Regions from separate parts of the Sus scrofa genome. Here regions 1, 2 and 3 are each linked to region 4. A link is a contact called in public HiChIP or PLAC-seq and promoter capture Hi-C data. All regions are on one chromosome and are shown on one strand. Each heading gives the region's core, a stretch centred on a gene start, on an enhancer-like site or on the middle of the called end of the contact. The rest is flanking DNA. Distances are from core to core; before and after follow the strand shown. Region 1 holds the start of C14H10orf76 (UPF0668 protein C10orf76 homolog). Region 2 has its middle 8.6 kb from the start of HPS6. Region 3 holds the start of POLL (DNA polymerase lambda). Region 4 holds the start of MGEA5 (protein O-GlcNAcase).

What was found. Promoter capture Hi-C pulls out the DNA fragments that hold promoters and counts their contacts. HiChIP or PLAC-seq counts read pairs in DNA pulled down with a chosen protein or histone mark.
Region 1: a contact with region 4 is called in a promoter capture Hi-C map of liver, with 8 times the contacts expected there. The contact joins the promoter of C14H10orf76 here to the promoter of MGEA5 in region 4. A contact is called at or near these places in 1 of 5 promoter capture datasets (liver), 5 of 47 Hi-C or Micro-C datasets (epiblast stem cells, fibroblasts, heart right ventricle and 1 more) and 2 of 2 datasets of contacts at active chromatin or transcription factors (alveolar macrophages and skeletal muscle).
Region 2: a contact with region 4 is called in an H3K27ac HiChIP or PLAC-seq map of alveolar macrophages. The contact joins the enhancer-like site here to the promoter of MGEA5 in region 4. A contact is called at or near these places in 1 of 5 promoter capture datasets (liver), 7 of 47 Hi-C or Micro-C datasets (fibroblasts, heart right ventricle, liver and 3 more) and 2 of 2 datasets of contacts at active chromatin or transcription factors (alveolar macrophages and skeletal muscle).
Region 3: a contact with region 4 is called in an H3K27ac HiChIP or PLAC-seq map of alveolar macrophages. The contact joins the promoter of POLL here to the promoter of MGEA5 in region 4. A contact is called at or near these places in 2 of 5 promoter capture datasets (fetal liver and liver) and 2 of 2 datasets of contacts at active chromatin or transcription factors (alveolar macrophages and skeletal muscle).

Annotation. Positions count from the first base shown.
Region 1 is chr14:113,071,567-113,074,306 of Sscrofa11.1, forward strand. C14H10orf76 (UPF0668 protein C10orf76 homolog) reads right to left here and starts at 1,433. Exons shown (of 26, transcript XM_021072731.1): 1 at 1,199-1,433.
Region 2 is chr14:113,089,201-113,092,039 of Sscrofa11.1, forward strand. No RefSeq gene overlaps it. Among named protein-coding and RNA genes, the nearest start is that of HPS6, 8.6 kb to the left of the region's middle. Within about 2 kb of position 1,436, at least 12 of the 83 cell types and tissues checked have an H3K27ac peak or open chromatin away from gene starts, as enhancers often do. A contact at or near this core is called in alveolar macrophages, where this site is marked.
Region 3 is chr14:112,615,996-112,618,712 of Sscrofa11.1, forward strand. It overlaps POLL (DNA polymerase lambda), which reads right to left and starts at 1,353. Exons shown (of 9, transcript XM_005671395.3): 1 at 1,270-1,353; 2 at 311-451. The coding sequence starts at 425. DPCD (protein DPCD) reads left to right here and starts at 1,343. Exons shown (of 6, transcript XM_001926725.4): 1 at 1,343-1,491. The coding sequence starts at 1,428.
Region 4 is chr14:112,849,796-112,852,668 of Sscrofa11.1, forward strand. It overlaps MGEA5 (protein O-GlcNAcase), which reads right to left and starts at 1,420. Exons shown (of 16, transcript XM_003483548.4): 1 at 783-1,420. The coding sequence starts at 981.

The DNA.
Region 1 (2,740 bases), core at 183-2,682, 220 kb after region 4:
GGGCGCAGGTTTGATCCCTGGCCCGGGAACTCCATATGCCACAGGGTGGCCAAAAAAAAAGATTCCAAGTTTCATAACTATTTTGAGTTTTCAACAAGTTTTTCATCAGCAGCATCATTATTATTCAAATGCTGAACAAGCAAATGAATTATAATGCATAAACACCCAATGAAAATAAATACCTTAGAGGCTACCCTATTCACTAAGGAAAGAATGAGAGCTTCCCTTCACAATCCTAACAAGATGGATCCGCCTTTCTCTAGCGGATATAATATCTAGGAAAGCCTTCACATAGGAAGTACTGTGCACACAAGACCAACTGAAGGCAAAACAATTTCAGTTAACTGTGCTAATAGCAGGAACACAAATCCTATTTGCCCTGGTTTACAAAGTCAGTGAGCAGACAGAATACAAAGAAACAGCTCTCACTAGGCTCAAAACTTTTTCTGGAAAGGAAGAACTGAGAAGGGTCAGATATCCACATTTACTTGGGCCTTCCCAAGTTTCTGCTTCCCCATGAGAGGCAGCACTCCTCAGCTTCTGATAGTTTTTTTCTCCTGTTTCTTTCCTACACCTGCCTAGGAAGAGGTTCGTTTCCTAGGCTCACACCAAATAACCCACTGAAAACACAGTAGCTTCAGTGATTGGGTATAAAAGGTGGGCTGAAGCCGGTGGTCGAGACTGTAAAAAGGACAGGATGGGGCCCTTCCGGGACACCTGAAGACTTGGGGCAGATCTTCTTCGAGGTCTTGCTCCAAGTCTCACCCCTGGACCCGTCTGGGCTGAAGGCCACCCTGGGGTGGGAACTAGCTGGTGGAGGGCTCTCCAAGGTAGCCTAAGGAGTCGGGGTCAGCCTCGGACTGGGGTCAAAGGTCAGCGCTTCGGCTGCCAGGCGGGCCCAGCAGGGACCCACAGCGGGAGGGACATGACTGGCACTGGAGAGTTAAAGGGACCGGCCACTGGAAGAGCTAGTCGCTTCTCTTTCCGCTCCGTCGCCCTGGGCCCAGCCTCCTAGCCGCACGCAGCCTCGGCCCGCCTCAGCAGCTGTCCTCCCTCCCTCTCCCCCCGTCACCCCCGTCGTCCCTTAGGCGAGCACAGGCCCCGCCCCCCCAGGGCAGCCTCAGGGCCAAGGCCTGGTATGGCTGCACCAAAAGAGGGTGGCCAGGTTCGGAGACCGGCCCGAGCGCGCGCCGCTTACCGAGCCCCTGGCTCCACCTCCACCACCCGCGCCGCTCCCGGGCCCGCTCGCTCCCGACGCCACCGACGCCGCCGCAGCTCCGGCCTCACGGACGCGTTCCCGACCTCCCCCAACCCTTCCCCCGGCCCGCTGTGCGCCACCGGGTCCTAAAGCCTGACGCATGACAGGTACGCCCGCGCCTGCGGCCTGAGGCTGGCTGGAACCACGACTCCCAGCAAGCATCACAAAGACTACGACTCCCGAAATGCACCGCGAGTAAGGAATTAGCAAAGAAACATTATCAAGGGTCCGCTGGCTGCAAGTAGAATTAGCAGTAACGCAACATTGTAAATCAACTATAATCCAACATAAAATAAATCAACTATAATCCAACATAAAATAAAAATTGAATTAAAAATAGAAAGTGTTGCTAAGTAATAATAATAAATAAATGAATAACTACCCTAAAAAAGTTGAATTAGCACTTTTTAAAAAATATGGCACTTGAAATTAGCAATTACGCTTACGGAATAAATATATACTCTAGAAACAGTGACAAAGTTTGGAAAGATATATGTTTCAATATCTTTATTGCAACTCCGAAAGTGAACGATGAAAACAAACTCATTCATTCAACATATATATACTATGTGCCTGCTTTCTGCAAAGCACCTTGTAAAGCTTGGTCAACTTGGCAAATTTTCGTCTCCGAATTTCAATTTTCTCGTATACAAAATGAAAGATTGAAAAAGATATACCCGAGAGTTCCTGTTGTGGCTGAGTGGGTTAAGAACCCCACTAGAATACATGATACAGATTCGACCCCTAGTCTGTTGGTTAGAGTCTGGCTATGCGGTGAGCTGTGTGGCTGTGGTGTCCACCTGCAGCTGCAGCTCCAGTTCGACCCCAGGAACTGCCATGTGCTGTGCGTGCACCCCTAAAAAGACAAAAAAATAATAATAAAGATATACAGGGCTGTATGAGTGTGTTATGTCTCCTTACAATGGCTTTATAAAGTAGGTACTTCACAATAAGAAGAAAAAAAAAAGGGTTTTGAGTGATTAAACAGCTTGCCTAATGTGTGTTTTGTTTGGTTTGGGGGTTTTTTGTTTTCATTTTCTTGTCTTTTTAGGGCCATGCCAGCGCCATATGGAGGCTCCCAGGCTAGGGGTCGAATCGGAGCTGTAGCTGCCAGCCTACACCAGAGCCACAGCAACGTGGAATCTGAGCCAAGTCTGCGACCTACACCACAGGTCATGGGAACGCCAGATCCTTAACCCACTGAGCAAGGCCAGTGACCGAACCCACAACCTCATGGGATTTGTTAACCGCTGAGCCGCTCTGGGAACTCTGGATATTTTTTAAAAAAGAGTAAATGTGTCAGAGTTCCCGTCGTGGCGCAGTGGTTAAAGAATCTGACTAGGAACCATGAGGTTGCAGGTTCGGTCCCTGGCCTTGCTCAGTGGGTTAACGATCCGGCGTTGCCGTGAGCTGTGGTGTAGGTCGCAGACGCGGCCCGGATCCCGCATTGCTGTTGCTCTGGCGTAGGCTGGCAGCTACAGC
Region 2 (2,839 bases), core at 186-2,685, 240 kb after region 4:
CCCAGCCCCAGCTCCATACTTAGCCTCTTCATTAGAGGATTCATTGTTTGGACCCAGAATGGGGCCACAGTTTCCATGCTGCCCAATCTTGGATCATAGGACTGCAACAACCAAGTCTTCTCCAGTCTGCAAAGGCCAGAGATAAAAGCCCACTCCCTTCTCTGCATGTGGCCTGTGGAAATTGACCCGGTGGCCAGGGTAGACAGTATCCAAACCACTCTGTTTCCTCTTATACCCTGATCCAGCCCTAGCCCTGGCCCTGGCCACCTGTCATTGAGACTCCTACAGTGGACTCCTTTTTGGTATTCCTGTCTCAAATCTAACCTTGCTTGCCCAGAGTTTCATTTGTTTTGTTTTTTTCCATGCCCACAGCATGCAGAAGTTCCTGGGCCAGGGATCAAACCCGCACCACAGCAGTGATAGTGCTGGATCCTTAGCCACTAGGCCCAGAGTATTGTAAAAAGCAAATCTGATCAAGTTCAGCACCTGCTTCAATATTCTGGGTAAGGACTGGATTCTCAATAAACACATCTCTTCCTTCACAACTTGCCCTGCCTTCCTTTCTCATCTTTTCTCCAGTCACTCCCCCACCTCTGAAGAATAAATTATACGTTGTACTACTTGTGGATCCCTGAACTCATTAGGCTCCCCCCTCTACTCTGTGCTTTATGCTTGGCATGCATTTCGCTCTCTTCTCTGGCCTAAACCCTTTAAGATACCTTCAAATGTTACCTTCTCTCCTGACTTCCCCTACTCACCCCTAATAGATTTAGTTACACCTTCTCCTATTCTCCCATAGTTCTTGGTACATCCCTCTAAAGAAGCATTTATCAAATTATGTTGGGATTGTCTAGTTACTTGTTTGTCTTCCTGATTAGTATATAAGTTCCTCGAGGGCAGAAACCATAGTTATTTGTGTTTTTGTATCTTCAGCGTGTATCATAGTATCAGGGTCATAGTAGGTTCAATTATTACTGTAGATGCAGGAATTGGTTTCTATGGCCTGGGGTGAGAAGGGATTAGAATCAGAGCCTTAGGGATTCTCTAGCTTTCTTCCCTGTTCGGCCAGACTCACTGGTTGATCGAGACCTGAAGCTGAGAGAAGTAGGTCGGCTGGACCTAAAGGAAGAACCAGCTACCTGGGGTAATTAATGGTGAGGGTGGGGAAGCCGCTGAGCCAGGGCCATCTTGAGAGCTGAGGCAGAGGTAAAAAAAATGGAATAACTGGTATACCCAGGGTCCCTAACCCTCAAAAACAGAAAAGGAGGTGTGGGAAAGCTTGGGTCAGTGAGGTTTTAGGAAAGGGATGTGTGGCAGAGGCTAGCCGGAGTTGTGGGGTGAAATCAAAGGACTGAGGATTGATCCTCAAACTGAATATGGCCATCAGGGAACTTGTCCTTAGGACCCATTCCACACCATGCAAATGCATCAGAATTTGGTTCCCACTTTCCCTGAGTGTTCAGAGAAAGAGAGAGAGTCAGAGATAGGGGTGAGGGGAGCTCTAGACCTCCACCTCCATAGGAAGCTACCTTGGGCTGGAATGCCAGGCACCCTTATTGCCCCGGAAAAAAGGAAAGGAAAAACTCCTGAGTGGCGCCGGAGGCCCCTGCTCAGTCTCCTCTTAGGCACAGGCTCCCCCTGGTGGTTACTCTCGGTTACTCTCATCACAGCCAGCTCCATCCAGTCCCCTCAGAACAGGCTGCATTTGCTTTTTTTTTTTTTTTTTTTTTTAAGCTGCTCCTGCCACCAGGAATCTAAGCCACACCACATTTGCAGGTGTGGCAACACAGGATCCTTAACTCACTGAGCCACATGGGAACTTCCATCTGTCTCCCGCCCCTTTTTCTCCTTTTTACAGCCACACCTGTGGAATATGGAAGTTCCCAGGCTAAAGGTCAAATTGGAGCTGCAACTGAGGCCTACACCACAACTTGAGGCAATGCTGGATCCTTAACCCACTGAAAGAGCCAGGAATAAAACCTACATCCTCATGGACACTATGTCAGTTTCCTAACCCACTGAACCACAGAGGGAACTCCCATTTGCCTATTTCTTGACCAAGGACTAAGGAAGCCTCTGGAGGAAGTAAATTAAAGTTGTCTTGGAGGCCCCATCATGGCGCAAAGGAAACAAATCCAACTAGGAACCATGAGGTTGCAGGTTCAATCCCTGGCCTCGCTCAGTGTGTTAAGGATCTGGTGTTGCCATGAGCTGTGGTATAGGTCACAGATGCGGCTCAGATCTGGCATTGCTGTGGCTCTGGCATAGCCTGGCAGCTACAGCTCCGATTAGACCCCTAGCCTGGGAACCTCCATATGCTGTAGGTATGGCCCTAAAAAAAAGCAAATTAAAAAAAAAAAAAAAAAAAGGAGTTCCCGTCTAGGTGCACTGGTTAACAAATCCAGCTAGGAACCACGAGGTTGCGGGTTCAATCCCTGGCCTTGCTCAGTGGGTTAAGGATCCGGTGTTGCCGTGAGCTGTGGTGTAGGTCGCAGATGCAGCTTGGATCTGGCGTTGCTGTGGCTGTGGCGTATGCCAGCGGCTACAGCTCTGATTAGCCCCCTAGCCTGGGAACCTCCATATGCCATGGGAGTGGCCCTAGAAAAGACAAAAAATAAAAAATAAATAAAGTCCTCTTGAGGGCGAGAGAGAGGGAGAAGAAAGAGGTCAGGGTAGAATTCAGGGAGCAAAATCATGGGGAGAGGAAAAAGGACCCTGGTCTTATGTACTAGGCCAGTATCACCCAGAAGAAGGGGGGACCAAGCTGCCAGGATGCTTCCTTTCCAGGGTTGGAACTCTTCCCCAGCTGCCAGACTGATCTGGATTATTTGATCCAACT
Region 3 (2,717 bases), core at 103-2,602, 230 kb before region 4:
CTAGTTGCCAATTTAGCCACAAAATAACTAAATTGTTTGGATCCCCTCCTCTGGCCAGCAGACAATCTCACAAAGAGCACAGGATTCTGCTGGGTCATTTCCTTAGGGACCAGGAAGAATTCTTCTGATTGATGGAGGTCTCAACAAGTTGCCTGTCAAAGACTGGGAACCAAGCCTAGTGTAAGGCAGGTACAAACCAACCCGCAGGCTCTGGGACGGCAGAGTCAGCTGTAATATCTGATTCTGGACATGAACTATGTAGAAGCTTGAGGCTCAAGTACATGAGGGTTCTGAGGGTGGGTCCACTCACCTCCTGCTTCTTCTCCATCTTCCCTCTTGGGAATCTTTGCAAGTGCTTTTGATGATGGACTGGTATGAATTTTCCTCCGCTTGGGAAATGCCTTCAAGATGCCCCTGGGGTCCATTGAGATATGACTGGATCCTGGTCTTTCTGTTGGAGGGTTGATCAGGGCAGCTGTCATGTGGAAACGCAGAAGTGAGGCTCCACAACCTCTCTGACTGTGAAGGTGGGGTGTGTACTGACTAGGCCTTGGGGGCAGTAGCCTAGTTCCCAAGAGTCTCCCAAAAACCTAAGTGAACTTGGGTGGTTTAGCCTAGCTCTACACTCACTAGCTTTTCAAAGTCAGAGCACTGGGGGAAATGAGGGGAAGAGTGGAACTCTTGGAAGAGCTTTTGAGGGGCGCCAAACAATATCATTTCTCAGGGGGTTGCTCTGAAGATTCAGTGTGCAGCGTCTGCTCTTGCTGCTTCCCACTTCCAAAGGGCTTTACCAAAACGGATGCCAGGCTAGGAATGGACCACATCTTTAGTAAGGTCTTGGACTCCCAAGAGGAGTGAGGACTGGGGAGAACCTGCATATAATCTTTATACCCATCACAGACCCACAGACGAAAAACCGGGGTTGGGGTGGCAGGCGGAGGTTAGAGAGGCTGGTGGGGGAACGCTCTGCACCTGCCCTGGTCTCCGACCAGACCTCTCGGCACGGGGGCGCACAGGCCCGCAGCTGCGGGGAGATGAACGACTGTAGCAGGTGTGGGGCGCCTTCTGGGACAGGGGCACTCTAGGCCTCACAGCTGGGGGTGGTGAAGACGCCAGCAGGTGTGGGGCACAGCTCCGTACGCAGCTGGCGCGCGCCAGGGACTCCCGACTGCGGGCCGGGGTGGGGTTCCATTTCCTGGATTCAGTCCAGGATGGGGTCAACTTGGGGCCTGATGGATCACAGGTGGTGGGCATGAGTAAACTACTCACCAGAGCAGCCAATGAGAGCGGATGAAGGGCGCGGGGGTTGGGGGACGGGAGGGGGAGGAAAAAGCAAACGCCCGGAACGTCTTCCGGGGTAGCCGGAAGTGGCCTTAGGCGGAACGTTGCCATGACAGCGGCTAGGCACGCGGCCGGGCGGAGGGAAGATGGCGGTGACCGGCTGGCTGGAGAGTCTCCGAGCGGCCGAGAAGACGGCGCTGTTGCAGGACGGTAACTCGAGGTCCCTCGCGAGCTCCCTTGTCCTTTCCCACAGGGTCTGTGCTTGTGCCTCCGGGAAGGCAGAGCTAGAAGGTCGTGGCCGCCAGCCAGGCCAGGTCCTGCCGAGGAAACTGAGGCCCAGAGAGATGACGTGACTGGGACGCGCGTCTCTGGACACCCCTGGTTTCCTCTACACCACCCTCCTCCGCTCTGAGTTCTGTTACTAGTAATAATAATTTCGTTCACGTTCGTTGTCATTTGCTCTTCACCGCCGTCCGGGGAGGCTGTTAAATTTTCACCCCATTACAGAAGAGGAAACTGAAATCGAAGATTTTAGACCAGCCCAAGTTCCCTCAGTTAGTCAGTGGTACAAGACGGCATCTTGACGTGGGATTCCATGAACCTCAATGTGGAGGTTCTATTGCTGAAAGCAGTCTAGTGTCAGAGAGGCAGTACACCTGGGCTCTAGTTAACGACTCTAGACTCCGTTAATTTAGTGGGCTCTCTTGTCGACCTCTTTACTTGTTTGAACCTACTTTCTTCATCTGTAAAATGAGGTGGTGGATTACCTCTGTTACTTCTGAGGTCCTTTACAGCTGTAATATCATGTTTATAAGTGAGCCTCTAAATTGGTCCCTGGATCTTTAAGGGAGACAAAGTAAGCCCCCACCCTCACTCCGGGGCTGGACTTGGAAGAGGTGGGCACAGGGGTATGGAGTCCTGACTTTCTTTCTCCCATCTTAGGACTGACCAGTGCTTTAGGGTTCCTTCCTGGACCCTCTTGACAGCCAGAATGAATTAGGTCTGAGTTCTTGTAGCTTTCAGGAAACCAGCAGGAACTGACATCCACAGGCAGAGACCAGTGAGGAAAGTGTGGCAACTGAAATCAGCTGGTCATTTGCTCATTGGTTCAGGCAGCATTTTAGGGATGCTTTTACTGTGTGTCAAGTGGTGTACTAGAGCAGATAGAAAAAAAAAGGCATGTTGTCCCAGGAGTTCACCGAGTGGTCAGGAAAAAGAAATGTAAATAAATGTGTGTGTGTGTTAAACAGAGATTGGACTCTTCGTAAAATTCTCTGAGCGCACAGAGGTGAAAGTGATTATCTCTTTGAAGGAAAGCCTGACAGAAGAGCTGATGTTTATGGGTCCTAACAGATGAATAGGTGTTTTCTCATAGAGAAAAAGGGATAGTTATCCCAAGAAGAAGGATGCATGTGTGAAGGCACGAGGTGTGAAAG
Region 4 (2,873 bases), core at 170-2,669:
TCCATTACATTCACAAATTGTGATGCAATCTTCTGCTCATTCTCTCCAGCCCCCCCGAAGAAAAGTCCATCATTCTTTTTAAAGGGAAATGGAAAGGAATAAGGTGAGAAGGGCAATTTTAAATCTCCTCTGCAGTCACTAAACCAAAATTCTGTTATCTCAGATATTATTAAAATCAAAGCTTCATCCTTCAGAGGCAAGGCACAGCAGCTGGCAAATGGCAGCTTTCTAGGCTGCAAATAAATCTCCAAAGCGTGAGGGGTAGAGACTGGCCAGCAAAGCTCTAACCAAAAAGCAATGTGTAAAACTATATAACCCAACGGTGCTTCTCTTCCCTCCACGACAACTATCACACCTGTACGGGTAGTCTTTTTCCCAAAGGGTGGGGACAGCAACACTATACACGTCTTTCCGTGTGAACCCAAACCATCGTAGGGAATAAGATCCCAAGATACAAAGATGTATATATAACTCAGAGCCTAAGACTAGGCTCCTTACGCCGCCTCCGTTGGAGCATGCCTGGCTCCAAGCCCAAAGCGGGTGGGGTCAGAATTGTTAATAGCCAGAGGGCAACTCGACGCCGCCTGAGAACCCGAGACCAGCTCTCCGTCTCCCCTCTCCCCTCGTTTCAGCAAGGTCACATTTCAGATCCAAAGAATAATCTCCTTTTAGAGCCCCCTCTAAAACACTGCCGCCACCTGCCTCACGAGAAAAGAACGTGTTAGAACTAGAGCGAAGAGGGAGGAAGGGCGCTCTTGCCCAGCCCGCGCCAGACCGCTCACCTTCCACCACGCCACATAGGAACCTCCGAGCCCCGCCTGCCGCCCCGGCCACCACGGCTCCCCCGGCCCCGGTTGGATTGTCTTCTCCGGGGGCTGGAGCTGCAGGCGGCTCCAACGATGACCCCGCGGAGGCGGCAGGATTGGAGTTGAGCTCGCTCTCCCGTTCCTCCAGCGCCGCCTGGCTCTCCTTCTGCACCATCCTCCTGCCCCTGGCCGCCGCCACCTCTGCAGGTCCTCCTCGGCCTCCGTCCGTTGGGCCGCCGGCCCGGAGCCCTACAGAGGGCCTCGGCTCCAAGCGCGCGCCCCTCCGGTTCCTTCCCCTCCCCCCCTCTGCCCTTCCCCCTCCCTCTCCGCAGAGACCCGAATGCCCGGATGAGAAGGGCGGCGGCACCAGCGCGAGCCCTTTGTCAGCCGCTGCCTCAGCCTAAACTGGCGAGTCGGAAACCTAAGCGGAGAACGAAGCCGCGACCTCTCGTTCCCTGGACCAAGGCCCCTTTTCTCGTTCTCAGTTAGCTTCCGACGCCCTTCGGATAATCCTAGTTCTTTCGCTACCTCCTCCCGAAGCCCCTGTGTCTCCTCTGCCGCCGCCTATACCACCCGCTTCCTGTTTATCCGCACTGCGCCTGCGCTGGAGACCGGCTCAGACCGGTCCCTTCAGCCCGGATCCCCCTCCTTCTTTTGGGCCAGCCTATTGAGCTCCATTCGGTAGGGGGAAGTGGAACAGAAAAGACACCAAAAGCAGAAGGTAATGAAGGTAGTGGAATGTACCATTTAGGCTAGCCACCCTCCAGAACGAGCCAGGCGCCCTGGAACGGACCATTACCCCACCCGAAGAAGGGGAGTATGGGAGGAGGCTGCACCCGGTCGGGGCAATAAGACCAGGGCGGGGCGGGGGTGGGGGAAGAAGGTGGAAAAAAAAAAAAAAAGTGTTTACTCTCTCAATGCGCAGGCGCGGAAACGAAGCCTCTGGTTCTTAAAGAGATAGAAAGAAACTGACCTATTTTCTACAGATATTCTTCTAATGAGTTGGCTCATTACATCAACCCGACCCAGACTCGGTTTTGTGAAGACAGCACTCCAAGAAGCTCAGCTCACCCCTCTGCCTTGAAACATTTCCCCCTTCAGGTTGGCACTGACCCCTTTTAAAAATTAGATCATTCGTTCATTCCTTCATTCGGCAGACACCAATTGAGCTTGCCTCATGCTGGCCTCTTGGGCTCCTGTGAGCTCACAATTTGGTGGTACAGGCAAACGAGTACACACACTGTCTCCACACGTTGTACCCAAGTGATGTGGAAACTCCGAGAAGAGACCAATTTCATCTTCCTTTTGGGGAGAGGCAGTGGCCATGGCTTCACTTTTGAGCTGGGTCAAAAAGGATAAATAGGAGTTAGCCAGACCGAGTTGGGGTGAAGAGAAGAGAAAAGGGCACTCTAGGCATGTGGAAGAGAGTACAAGTGTAGGGAGGGGGAAAAAGGCCTGGCCCTTTGGGAAATGGGGAGTGTGGAGTGTGTGTAAGGGAGAAGTGAGGGCCCTTGGGCCTCAGTATAAACATCGTTTCCTTGGGAAAGCCTTCCCTCAACCCTCAGTGGGCTTGGGTCCCCTTGCTATATTTCTCAGCTCCCTTTGGTTCCGTCATAATGCACTTGATTTGAGAGAGCTGCAGCAACATGCGAGGTATAAATGTGAAATAAGCTCTCGATCTGATTATTAAGACTTGGTATTATTGTTCATCTTATACTTCAGTCTCACGCTAGACTCCTCCAGGGGTAGCCCAACTTGTAGCTCCACAGAGTCTTACAGTCTCTCTTCTTTTTCTTCCTAAAGTGTTGAGATGGAGGTTAGGAGCAAACATTTTCTCAGGGGATCTCCTGTGATGACACCTTGGGGCCATAGTAACTTCACTGGATATAATGGTCCTTTGGGGGATCTGGAAATTATCATTCTAGCTCACCCCACCTCCCTCAGTCTCATGACACCTTCCTCTTTGCTTCACATCTCACACTATGGCAACTGCTAGCAAGTCATCATCCACAACTTTATCTACTCTCCATAGTCCACACTCTGGGGTCTATGACCTGAGCATACCTT